2 separate regions of the Gossypium hirsutum genome follow, and region 1 is linked to region 2. Evidence: chromatin contacts called from public Hi-C data. All regions are on one chromosome and are shown on one strand. The core of a region is the stretch at or near the end of the contact, and the rest is flanking DNA. Distances in the headings are between cores, read along the strand shown.

What was found. A called contact is a pair of places that touch in the nucleus more often than the background predicts.
Region 1: a Hi-C map of hypocotyl shows a contact between it and region 2, with 3 times the contacts expected there. The contact joins the promoter of LOC107928779 here to the promoter of LOC107928781 in region 2. A contact is called at or near these places in 4 of 34 Hi-C or Micro-C datasets (callus, fibers, hypocotyl and 1 more).

Annotation. Positions count from the first base shown.
Region 1 is chrA08:76,167,063-76,173,526 of Gossypium_hirsutum_v2.1, forward strand. It overlaps LOC107928779 (probable WRKY transcription factor 41), which reads right to left and starts at 4,873. Exons shown (of 3, transcript NM_001327291.1): 1 at 4,476-4,873; 2 at 4,244-4,372; 3 at 3,419-4,163. The coding sequence starts at 4,795. The coding sequence ends at 3,545. It overlaps LOC107928780, which reads left to right and starts at 1,217. Exons shown (of 3, transcript XM_016860045.2): 1 at 1,217-1,774; 2 at 2,637-2,654; 3 at 2,751-3,173. The coding sequence starts at 1,414. The coding sequence ends at 2,941.
Region 2 is chrA08:75,571,023-75,578,394 of Gossypium_hirsutum_v2.1, forward strand. LOC107928781 (mitochondrial adenine nucleotide transporter ADNT1) reads right to left here and starts at 6,082. Exons shown (of 9, transcript XM_016860046.2): 1 at 5,617-6,082; 2 at 4,440-4,488; 3 at 4,019-4,182; 4 at 3,881-3,918; 5 at 3,336-3,448; 6 at 3,096-3,209; 7 at 2,567-2,810; 8 at 2,467-2,564; 9 at 1,954-2,386. The coding sequence starts at 5,774. The coding sequence ends at 2,303.

The DNA of each region.
Region 1 (6,464 bases), core at 3,623-6,122, 590 kb after region 2:
GTTATCATTATTTCTTTAACTTAGAAAGAATAAAGTGATTACAAATGAAGGGGGAAACCTCTATTTACAGTTGAGCTCCTCCAGATCTAACGGTACAGATCAATTTACATTAACGGCTAAGATTAGTTCTCATCAATAATAGAGTCCTAATGGATTTAAATTCTATACATGTTTATCCTTTAGGATTTTTACAATAATTATCCTATTAAAATACAATTTATTGGAGTGTTTCACTTTAACTAGGATTCAAGTATATGGGCTTCTTCACAGGTTCCACGTATCAAGCCAATTCATATGGGTCAAATGAGCCTCATTTAATAAGTTGACCTCTATGGGTCATTCTGTGCGCAATGGTCACGGGTTTTGATTCGTACCCCATGATACTAGTACAGAGATAGGGATTTAATCGATTAACTCGCAAATCAATACAAACCAGTTGAACCAAGCTAAAAAAAAAATTGAACTGATTTTCACTATCGTTAGATTTTTTTTATTTTATGAGTTTTTAATAATTTATTTAATCGAACCAGATGAACTGATCAAACCAAGAACTAACGGCTCGATTGGTTCAACCATCGGTCTCGTTCTAAAGAAAGAAAAAGAAAATATTTATAAAAGATAGAATAATATTTTTTCTCTTTTTTTCCATATGTCAATTTTTAATTGGTTATTTTTTTTTAAAATAACTCAATGGTTGAACTAACAGACGTACCAAATTGAAAAGAAAATAGTTTAAGTATCACTAGTAACAAAAGAAAAAAAGTTTAGATACAAAAATGAGAAAAAAAATGAATAATTTAAGTAATAATTTGTGGGTTAAACTCATTTTAAAGTAGATATAACAGTTTGAGTAACAGATGTACTAACTTGGAGAAAAAAGATAATTCAGGTACTACTTATGACAAAGAAAAATTTAAGTACCAAAATTGATTACCTATTTGTGGGTTAAGTCTCTATGGTTAATAATATATGTCATGTCTTTATATTATTGTTAATGATTCCAATTGTTAATAATATTTTCTCAAAAAAAAGTTGATTCAAAAATTTAAGTTTGAGAGTTAATGTTTTTCTTCATTCTATTTGATGGAAAAGCTAATCAGATTTTAAATTATGCAACAGAACAATTATATAAATTAAGAATTCATGTTTGAACTCAAAATTATTTTAATGCACCATAAAAGAGTCCAATAATGGCATATTTTTAATTTCTTTGGGGGCATGCAAGGAAGGCCTTAAGAATCAGCCCAGCTTACAGCGTGGCAGATTGTTTGCATTAGAAACCCAAACCCTACAGATAAAAATTCTCTAATCCACAATACTATCATCATCATCATAATCATCATCTGCAAGAGGAGAAAAATCCAAACTTCAAAGCAAAAAGGGCTGAATCGAAGCTGTAGTAGTCTTGACAACATGAATCTCAGTTGTTTACAAACTTTGTCTAAACCACCCAATTATGTTGTCCCCGTTAGTTCAACAGTTCCACGTTCTTTCCATTTCTTGCAAAACTACCAAGCAACAGTTCCAAGCAGAGGTTCCTGGAGTTACAAGGATGGAATGTTTGTTAACAGGAAAGGAGGGATTGCGCGCGGGTGGTTGTTGCCAGTGGATCCATGGGCACCAAATATTGACTCACAAAGCATTGCTTCTCAACTCTTTGCAGTTTCTCTGTTCCCATATATTGGCTTCTTGTACTTCATCACCAAGTCTAAGTCTGCTCCCAAGCTCACCCTTTTTGGCTTCTACTTCTTGCTTGCCTTTGTGGGTGCCACCAGTGAGTTTCCTGGGATGTACCTTTTTCTTTTCTCAATGCTACTTTAGTTTATGAGGTTGCTTTTATGTGGTGATTAATGTTCTAAGTTTAAAATTTTATGTGAAATTTTTTACTCTCTTTGCCATGAAATAAAGAAATTAGTTTGGGCAAAAAGAGTAGGATAAAATCACACATTTTAGCATGGATGTAGACGGAGTGAAAAGATTATTAGTTAGTTTTTGTTGATGATTTTACATGAAACCTACTTTGTTGATAAATGCACTGGTGTTGAGATAACCATCATTTTAGCATATATACCTTTCAAGTTTCCTTAAATTGTCCAATAGAAATGTTAGATATTCGAATTAAGTTGCTAGTGTTCTCGTATGTCTTCTGTGCTTTTTGAGAGTGAGAATTGATGACTTCTCATAGCTAGGGCAGAGATTCATATTATGACAATGAGGCATCTGCAACCTCGAAAATTCTGTTAGAATTGTAGAGAATTGGGTGTCTGTTTTTTTATCATTTTGAACCAGTGGCAGGCGAGCAGGTCGGTTCTAAGTCATCTATATATTCTACAATATGATTTCTTCTCAGTTATGTGGCTCTATATTTATTTCATCAACACTGATAATTGGTGTAGCACTTGTCATAGATGAGCAGCATGAAGTACACAAAATCTGCCCAAAGCAAACATAAAGGAAATGACTCGAATAGGGATATAGAGCAAAGAAAATGTGGCTTTATTCAATGTAGTTTTATACAATGTTCCTTACTTTGGATGGTTTTCGCCTGCATTTTGATTTTGCTATTGGTGGCTTTGTTTCAACTCTACTAATTTCCTTTACATTGTTCGTTTGCTGACTTTGTGTATACTGAGCAGTCCCTGCCGGAATATATGGTAAGTTCCTGCTAATGATCAACAATTCCTTTAACACTTACTGGTTTCTACATATTGATGCCAAATTATGACTTGGTCCATGTGGGGTTGAGACAGCAAAGGTGAAATACGGTACTTCCTTGTCTAATGTGGATTGGTTACATGGAGGGGCTGAATCACTTCTCACTTTAACCAACTTATTCATCGTCTTGGGGCTGAGACAAGCTCTTAGGAAGACCAAGGATGCAAAAGAAGGCACATCAAGCTCCGTTCAGGATGTGGAAAACCAGAAGAAACCTTACATATAGATTAACTATGATTTCAGTCGATATCCTTGCCATTTCATTGTTAAAGTACCATGAGCTCTTCTCAGTTCTGTTGGATGTTGCTTCTTGTCCTGCAGTTTTCTTATTTCGGGACTTGTGATATATGATAATTTCTCAAGTGTTAACTTGTTACCATTTGCTTATGTATTCCATCGGCTATGTGTAAAGACAAGCAATGTAGGAATCGTTGGAATGTAGATTCTTTTTCCCTGTATATACTGATTTTATTCTTCTGAAACCCAGGATTTGTGAACTTTCACGGTATGTTGTTATGGACAACTTATTTGGATTATAAATGGCCATTGCGTAAAATACTCCTTTGCTAATTGCAATGAAGTTGCAGTGAGTGTTAGAAGGACCTTTGCATTTTGGTGAAAATCTGAGCACTAGTATTATGGAATTTCGATAAGAACAAATATCAAAACTTGTTATCTGAGGAAATTTCTCAAAACCAACATAGAAATGAAAGGGAGATGTATTGTACAATAGTTCTTCGCAGAACACACGGCTCACCATGAACCTACTTTGGTTATTGGAACCCGAATTTGACATCTACTGTTACTCTTATTCGATAGCGGAAAAGAGTTAGGAGAAAAATCCCGGGGTGTCAAATGGGAAATTCGGGTCCAACTCCACTTGGTCCAGCGAAAAATCCAAGTCCATAATTGGAGAATTGGTGGCCGAAGTGTTGGCTGAAACCAACTCGGTGAGATCAGATTTAGAATGCTGTGTGTTAAGCACCCCTTGGAAGTTGTTCATCTGAGAAATTGAAAAGTAGTTTAATTCTGGTGTATCGGGAGACATGAACGGCGATGAAAAGCTGCCGAAGATATTGTTGTAATCAAGTACTCCTGAAGGTGAAAAGCTATGGTTTTCGCTCTTTATACACCCAAATGATGTTGAAGCAAAAGAGAATGGGGGTGCCATCTCTTTATTGTCTAAGCCCTCAATATTGACTCTTAGGCCTGCTCGAAACTCTGAGAGGACATCTTGTGATTGCAATGGTTGGTAATTGGTATTATTAAGGCCGTTTGTGTTTGATTTATGTTGTTTTTCTGGGGATGGAACTGCGTGGTTGCCATTTGCACATGTGTGAATTCCTCTGTATGTGACCTCAAAGAGGGTCGGATCTTCATCTGATCTCTGGACTTGCTTTGTAGCCCAGCAGTTTTGGGTGTTTCGATAGGTGCATCTGTAATAGCTTCTGCAAAAGTAAACATTCCATCATCAGGGTTTTGACTAATACAAAATTCCAGCATTTTACATGGGAAAAGGGTCATTCACCTAGGATATTTGGCTCCAAGGATATCCTTTTGCCCGTATTTTCTCCAACTGTAGCCATCATCATGAGGACCCTCCAGCAGGTTTTCAGAGCTCACTCTCACCTGATCCGTCCACCTAGGCATCATCTTTCTGCAAAACCCAGTTCCAGGAATCATTTAGCAGACTCAAATTTACAACTTACAAAATTTGCAATAACATACAAGAATGATTAACTTGTAGCTTGCAAATTCACCTCTTCTTTGAGACATCTCTGATATCCTGGTTATCCTTTTCTAAATCATCACTCCTGGGGCTGCCGTTGATGGTTAGAGGAGACTCTGGCACACAAGTTATTCCTCCTACATTTTGTTGTGGCTGTTCCGTAGGCCTGCTCAGTTTTAAAATCAGAAGAGCTTTTTCATAGGAAGATAAGATCTTCTGTAGTAGCAAGTCCCTGGATTCAACAGAAGATGATGATGCACCCAAATGCAACCTTAGCTGTTTTGCTAATTGCATTCCTTGAATCAGCTCGCTCACCAGTGTCCCCTGCTCCCACTTCCACATGTTCTCCATTTTTCTTTTCCTTTTCTTCTTTCCTTCCACTGTAAGAAAATAGAGAGGGATTCCTTGTTTGGAACTTGGGAATACTAATTCATGACCTGCTATAGACCGGGTAAATTTGGTTATGAAGAAGAAAAAACTTCTCCAAGGATCACAAGCAGAAGCAGCCAAAGGGATTGAAATAGCCTAAATGGTGAAGAGCAAGAAGTAACAACCATGGAACTTGGCCTGAATGTTAAGTTTTGATTAACTAAAAGCTGGAAAATGTTTGAACTTGTCTATGCTGAGGTTTAAGCAAAGAGGGAGTAGGAGAGTGAAAGGTTGTGGGTTTGAATAAGAAATTGAAACTCTGGGGCTTTTAAAGGAACTTCATTGGAGTTTTGGATTAGAAAAAATGGTTGTTGGAATAGAAAGTTTGAAGTTTGACCAAAAGAAACCGAGTTTTTCAGCATAGACTAGTCTTTGGTCATGATAAACTAGAATAAGATTAGTGGACTGAAGAGTGAGGTAAGGTCAAAACTCCAATTGCTGACCAAGTCGCCAATTTCTGACCAAGTCTCCCTTCAATTTTACATCTAAAATATCCCAAGTGTAATTAGGATCACAAATGCTTATAAACCGAGATGAGTTTAATAATAAAAATATATTCAAATCTAAACTAAAATAAATTTAATACAACCTACATGTGATAGAACTAAGGTTGTTTTTGAATTGCCTATGGTGATGTTGAAAACAATGGTAACAATAAATTTAAATAGCATAGCGATAAAATTAAAATTAATTGTAGGAAGAGTAGTTTTAAAAAAAAATTTATTTGCCTTTTTTTCAATATTTTATTATATCTTTATAGAACATTTGTAAACTTTGATTGTGGAGTTTAAAAATTCTTGTAATAAACATTTTTCATTATATTTATGTTAAATTATAATTAAAATTATTACACATATATTTATATTAAAAGTTAAATCATTAAAAATATTTGTATAATAGTTATACTAAATAATAAAATATATAATGAAATTATGTTATATAAAATAATAATTAAATTAAATTAATATAAAAAGTAAATTGAAAAATACAATAATGAATAAAAGTGATAAAACAATAATTATATCACTTAACTGCAATTGTTGGAGCTAAAAGCTCCAGCCAAAATTTTGACAAGCAGTGAGACAATCTCATTGGACTGTTGGTTCGCCAAACATCATGCGTTCCAATGAAAACAAAAAATCTTCAAAATTCAACGCACCAGAGCAAAAAGCTATGCCAGGGGAAGCCTTAAAATAAAATAAATCTAATACTTATTTAATTTAAATTATGTTATTTGTCCTTATGTCTTTACTTTTATTTAAATTCTTATATTTTATAAAACTTAAAATTTTAGCTCTTATTAAACTATAATTATTAAATTTATTTAGTTAACATCTTTTATTTTCAAATTTAATATGGCGAACATATTATCATATGTATAGTGGCATGTTAGCGTGCTATTTTCATATATTACGTATTAAAAATTCAATTAAGAGATTAATGATTGTCATTTGTATCAAGACTGAAATTTTTAAAATTTGAAAAGTATTAAAACTTAAAATAATTTAATTAGAGAATATGAATTAAATATACAATTGTATGCATAGTATATAATTGATAATTAAATTTAACCAAATAAATTTATCTACTA
Region 2 (7,372 bases), core at 4,832-7,331:
AATTGATTGGCTGAAAGAGGAAAAACTAACTCTAAAGCAAGACCTAGAAAATGTTTGGAAGTTTCCAACATGCAGCAACAGCTGGAATCTGCAGAACAGCAAATTTCTGAATTGAGCCAGTCTTAATGCTGCTTCAGAAGAAAATAAGTCCCTAAACTCAACTTTTGGAGGTTTCAGATGAGGTTCAGCAGGCGCGGGGCACAATACAACAACTCAGCTGACTTGAGTCCATCAAAAGAGGAAATGCATAAGCGAACTTTTCACGCTCACAGAATTACATGAGGTGCATGGAAATCAACCATCTGTTCAGATAAAAGAATTAGAGGCACAAATGACAAGCTTGGAGCAAGAGCTGGAATTATTGAGAACAACAAACAGAGATATGGAAGTGCAGATAGAGAACAAAGCAATTGAAGCAAAACATTTGGCAGAGCAAAATGTAGGACTGCAATCCCAAATTTCAGAACCTGAGATGGTGTCACAAAAGAGAGAAAAGGAGCTTTTGACTCTCACGAAGAAACTTGAGGATAATGAGAACTTGACAGTACAGACCAATAAACTGCTACTGGACATGAAGAGGCTACGGACCCAAAAAGCTAAGATGGAAGAACATATTGTATTTAGAAGTGATGAAGCATCAACTAGCATCAAGAGCTTAATGGATCAGTTAAACACATTGCAACAGGAGCTGGAGTCCCTGCATAGCCAGAAAGCAGAACTGGAACTGCAGCTTGAGAGAAAAACTCGAACTATTTCAGATTATGTGACTGACATAGAAAAGGTAAACTTGAAGCTGCACAAAGTAAGATGGAAGAATCATCAGAAGAATTCCATAGAAACATAGAATCTAAAAGTCAAATGGCAGCTGATCTGAAGCAAATTATGAGGACCTTCGAAGAGATCTAGAAGCAAAAGGCGATGGGAAAATTACTTCGTCAACCAGATTACAGATCAAGCTAGGCGAGAAGTACAAACAACTTGAAACTTCATTACAGGACTGCAAGGCAACTATTGAAGTCACGGAAAGGAAGATGCAAGAAATGGCTGGAGAGCACAATTAAGAACATTCAATCCAACCATCAAATAGTAGCTGATTTGGAGCAAATTATTGAAGACTTGAAAAGAGATTTAGAAATAAAAGGTGATGATCTGAGTACTTTAGGCGAGAACGTTCACACAATTGAAGTTAAGCTCTGCTTGTCAAACCAAAAGCTTCAAGTCACAGAACAGCTGTTCACAGAGAATGAAGAGAGCCTCAAAAAAGCAGAAGCAAAGTTCCTTGAAGAACAAAAAATGATTGAAGAAAAGATCAAAACACCCATTCCAGGATGATCATTGATATCTCAGAGAATGTGAAAGCTGTCATCCGTAAATTTGAACATGGCTATGGAAACTACGACCACCATGTTGAAGAAACATCGAAAGAACTAAGGATTGCTAAGTGTTGGGTCAAAGGGACAGAGTGAAAAGAAGCAGCTGATGAATGAAATGACTAATTTGATTGAGCAACTAAAGCATCAGATAGAATAAGAATCTACATTGCAAGAGAGAACATCAGGTAGAATAAGAATATAAATTGCAAGAGTTGAGAAGCTATATTAAGGAAAATAAGGAAGAAGAGAAAAATAATCTGCTGAAAGCCATCAAGCATTTGGTGAAGGTGGAATTCTTAGAGATGGCTGGCTAAGAAAGAGAAGGATCAAGCATACTGGGTCTAAGAGAAGAGGAGGGACGCCATTAGGCAGTTGTGCATGTGGATTTAATACTACCGTATGTGATGACCTAAAGGAAATAATCTCTAAAACTGTCAGGGTCCAAAAGGGCAACAACCTAGAGGAAGTCCTAGATATATTTCATTTCATTATTATGTTCATTCTAGATTTGCATTATGTATCACTTTTCATATGTTCCTTTCCAATCAAGTTGAGCTATTGATATAAAAACATCCTAAGGTAATGTTTAATTTGTTGCATGTATTTATTAGAATAATCATGAATATAACTTGGCAACAGAACATTTTAAGTTCACTAAAAGCGAAATCTATCAGAATGTGTATCGGCTGCATCATTTCCTAATGAATATACTATTTTCTGATAACCTCCCAAAAAATACTTATTGGCAAAAGCATATATGAATATGAAAACTGAAAACCTAAGAGCAAAGAAGACAATAGCTATAAGGAAGACATTAAAAAAATACTAAAAGTGAGCTCTAAATATCCTCCTACCTTTCCTTTAAAAGCAAAATAATTCTTGCTCATCAAAATGAACACAAAAGATTGACCAAGCTCTTGGGAGTTCCTTCAGTCAGATATCCTTAACTCAACTCCAAGTACATCCTTCACCAACTCGTACGTGACAAATGCAATTGCTATAGATGGAACCACCTAAAATGGGATGGGAAGAGCATTTATTATGCTGTTGGGTATAGAGAAGTTGATTGCAGAGACTAAGATGTTAGCCTAACCTTCACTGAATTCGGAACCAAACCCTTGTATAATGCTCCAAAACCTTCATAGCGCACTGTTTTCCTGAATGTATCAACCATACCATTATATTCAATGGGGCCTTGTTCTTCCCATCACCGGTGACAACTGAAGCAGCATCCTTCCAGCCCACCATCTGCATTCTGCGTCGAATGACATCAAGAGGGTAAGCAACCGTCTGGCCAATGGTTCCAGCAGCAGCTCCACATGCAAGCCTTGTTGTGACACCCAGTTCAGAGTCCTCAACTAGCCCAAGGGGTTTCCTTTTGATCAGCCAATCTTTCAGAGATTCATAAACAGCAAAATTAAGACCGACGTAAGGTACCTATAAACATCATAAAAGTCATTTAGGCCTTTGCATACAAACATAAGGAGATGATTCTTCCCTTATTGAAGGCCAAAACAGATGCAAAGTGAAAGGGAATAGACCATTGTTTGCCAATGAACAGCTATGTGCAATAACGAACCCAACACATAAGCAGAAATTTAGGAAGGGCTAGAAACAGAACGCATCATCCTAGCAGATGTCTACGTCTATCTGAATGCAGATTCCTGAAGTGCAATAGAAATTAAAGAGTGCAGGTTTCAACGCCATAAGAGTTTTACTTACAACTCCTATTACAGATGGTAACCAGCCTTTGTACAATGCACGGGGTCCTTCTTCCCTTAATACTGTTAAAAGAGCATGAAAGATTCCTCTATATTGGCGAGGCGACTTCTCAGTCTGCAAATATAACACATGAACATTAGCCACCAAAGTGATAACAAGAGGCAGGCCTGTATCTTCAGGCATGAGAGTTATCTGACGTAAGTCATATCAATTAAGGTAACAGAAACTCAAAACAAATACCTGAACTGTTAGACGACCTCGTACCATATCCATTGGATAAGTTGCTGACATGGCAATGATTCCAGCACATGCACCAGCTCCAAGGCGTAGAAGTGGAGTGAATTGTGCATCCTCTGTAAGATAAGGTAAAATCAATAAAGTAACAAGTAGGTAAGCACAACATCCATAACCACTGAAAAGGCAACTCATCTTCTGCCAATCAGGGCCATATAACAAATTCCATTTATTTCCCCATTCAGCACCAATGTTTGGCAGAGAAAACATGAATTAGTTTAAGAAAGACAATAGCATCATGGTAACTAATACAAGATCATCAACATTACAGGTACCACATGCAGACAGAAAGGGATGCACAGTCTTTGTCAATAACATCCAGTGAACTTATTTCTTATAACACAAAATTAGTTATTCAATACACAAAGTTCACTAACAGTACAGTACTTCTTTGCCTCAATAATTGCACAACAGTAAATGAAATTGAATAGTAACAATCAGCTTCAAATCTCAAGAATATTTACAAGTATAGTGCTATTATAAAGGCATACCATTTCCTGATTGCTGCCGATATAGGTATAAAATCCCCCTGTATTTAGAAAGAAGCAAAAAGGAAGAGATTAGTTCAAACTTTGTACTGTGGTAATAACTGAAGGTTAATAGTGAAGAAAGGAACTGCCAAGGCTTACTTAGAGGCTTCTTCGTAGCTGAAAAACTTCACTGCTGAGTTAGGAATGATGCGAGCACAATTAGTACCATTTCCTTTAAACATTCCCCTGAAACCCTCAGTTCTCCATATGTATTTCAAACCCTGGATTGTTCCATTGTATTTTATACTATGAGGATTCTGAACCTGCAGGCTCGGAAAGAAAATCCTGTCAATCTACAGGCTGTAAAAAAATGGAAACAGCTACTCTATAATAGAAATACTCTAGGACATATACAATGTAGTTAAAGCTCTGATTATCACCAGCAGTAACAAAATTGAGAATAGAAAATATGTTGAACTTTCACTAGGAAGAACAAGGAGGCATTGGCTATAAACTATAGCATTGCAAAAAATGAGAACTTAATGGATAAGGACCAAATGATGATGATAACATAAACTACCTGAAGTAAAATTTTTAATCTTTCTAGGGGAGCAACAGCACTACGTGACCTGAAATAGATACAACATACACTAAGTAAAGCAAGCTGGCAATGGAAATGGAAAGTCAAACATTATAATAATACAATATAGATACAAAAGTATTCCATGACCATAGCAGAAGGTGCAATCAGGTCAAATGAAAAAAAGCATCCAAAGGGCAACAGGGTAATATTTCATCCTCAGATCTTCCGTACCATTCCCACCATCTTTAGGACAACAAAAGTTGCAAGCAAAGGGTTTAGAAAATGGAATGAATATATTCTTCATTTATCAACATCAAAAGAGTCAACCATCCCTCAGGCCCTCCAGTGAACTACCAGCAAGGCCACAAAAGTAACCATCAAATTTCTCCAAGCATCAAATGGCACCATAGTCAATATCCCTGAATTTTAACGACCATGCCTCTTACTGGGAGTGGAAATATACAAACAGAGAGAAACCATATTGAAAACACCTCACAACCTATTAAAATCCTAAATGATGAAAAAGGCCTTTTTTTCCCCTGAAGAATCAACGTACGTTAATTCAGTGACAAAGTAACTGTTACTTTAAAAAACCATTTTGCATCTCCAAGAATTTCCACATCATTACCAATAAATACCAAACAGTGACCTTTACATGGTTATCATCCCTTATTCACAAATACCAAAAGAAGAAGAGACCCCAATTCAATATTTTACATAATTAGAGTATCAATAGTAAAAGATTCATAAAACAGAGAATTAAACATATTGAAGAACATTTTCATCATAAAAAAATAAAGAGTGATTAAATTTTAACCAAAAATACATATTTTCTTGGATTCAACATAATAGAGGAAAAAGAAGCATACTTCGATTTTCCAATTTCAAAGTTAACAAGTCCTGTTAAGAAAATCACTGCTTTCCAGAAAAAGTAACTGAGTTTATATAAAAAAAAAGGTTACATTATTTTTCTAAAAGCGGAAAATTATGATACTGAGTTGAACAAGCAAAAACAAGAAGGAAAAAGAAAGTTTTCAAAAAAAAAATAGATGAATTAACTTAAAGGACCAAAAAATTATCGGAGGAAACAAAAAAACACGATCAAACTAGTCGAAGATTAAAAAAAAAGAAAAGGAAAGGCAAAGAGCGGATCTTAAGAAAGAAAGGGACTTACACTCCACCGGCGACACCACCAGCAACAAGAGACTTGCAAATACTAAGCAACGCATGGCTCGGCGCCTTAACTCCTTCGCTAGCTATCTTCGCTTCTTCCGCCAGATTCACGATCGTCGAGACCGCAGACTCGCTTCTTTTCACATCCTCAGACGCCATTTTTTGGGAAATAAAATTTAAAAAAAAAGAGAGGAAAAAAGCAATTCAGACAGAGATATAACGTTGGAACCGTAACTTATCCGATCAAAATATGGCGCTGAGCAGACACCGGTGATCGGAGAAGAAGAAGAGATCCTGTTTGCAGTGATTAGGGGAATGAGTGAAAGTGAGCAAGCATTGGCTAAGTTGATAGAAAAACAAAGAAAAGGGTACTTGTAGAAAAATATATAACTGCTGGAACTTGGCGGAGATAAATGAAATTTCCATATCCAGAATACCCTCTCTTTTCACTCTACAACTAACCCTCGTTTCCTCTCAAAACAAACAAACAAAAAATATATATATATATTTTTAATTAATAAGATTAAAAAATAAATCACCAAAATTAATATGAATATGATATAAATTTGAAGTGTAATATTACAGTAAATTATAAGATTTTGTTTTGATACAAGGAATTATAAAAATATAATAATACAAACATATACACAAGTATACTTGGTTTGGAATCTTTAAAATTGTACATTAAATAACGAAAAAACTTACTTTTTCTTATAAAATAGAATTGTGAGTTACCCTTTAATTAAGAATCTTACCTTGTTTAATGATTTTTATTAATTTAAAGTTTTGGAATTTAATATAATTATAGTAAGAAAAAATGATACGTTATTGGCAATTATTTTTTCAAGATAGTATTTAATTCGAATTTACAAGTTTGCCAAAAATATAAATTCCTTTTAGTTAAGCTTTTAACGAATTTTGGTAAGAGTAAGAAGCTAAATATTTTAGGGCAGAAGTAGATTACGATTTCCTAAACTCATTCTATTCCATTAAGTAAATATTGCGTATCGCACTGCTATGTTTGGATGATTTTCCTAAATATAACCTAAATCCAAAATATCCTTTCCATTAATATCAAGTTTTAGTAATCAAATTTCAATATTTCATAAATTACAAATAAATAAATCAATTTGCGATTTGTCATTTGTCATTTGGCACTTCGCAATGTAACGTTTTAACTCGCACTTATAACAGTTTTTAATAAAATTAAATTATGATAAATGTGGATAAAATTTTAGCTAGAGTTGATTTAAAATTTTTACATATAAATTTTATATAAAAATATAAAAAGTATTTGTTATTTTTTAAATATAAAAATATTTTAATCATTTTGATTTATAATATCAAATTTTTAAATATAATATAAATTAAAGAAATTGTCATGCGCTTTATAGTTAATTTTATTTTTTTAAAACATGTAATAATTTTATCTTTTCAATTTTCGTTGATAATAGAATACTAATGCACATAAACTTTTGTTATTTTACTAATTGAGTTTATTACTTATTAGATTATATCACAAGAATTTTTTAAAATATATATATTTATAAATTTATTTCTAATTAAAAGGAAAATATATTTTTTGAGTTGAATGAGTCTTAACTCGGTTGTCATTTACATTGTTGCTATTATAGAGGACATAAGCTAAAATGTGTTTATTTTTCTATTTAAATATTAAAAAAAGTTATGAGTACTTATAAGCACTATATAAAAAGATTAATATTATTTTAGAGTATTGGTTGAATTTTTCTTTATTA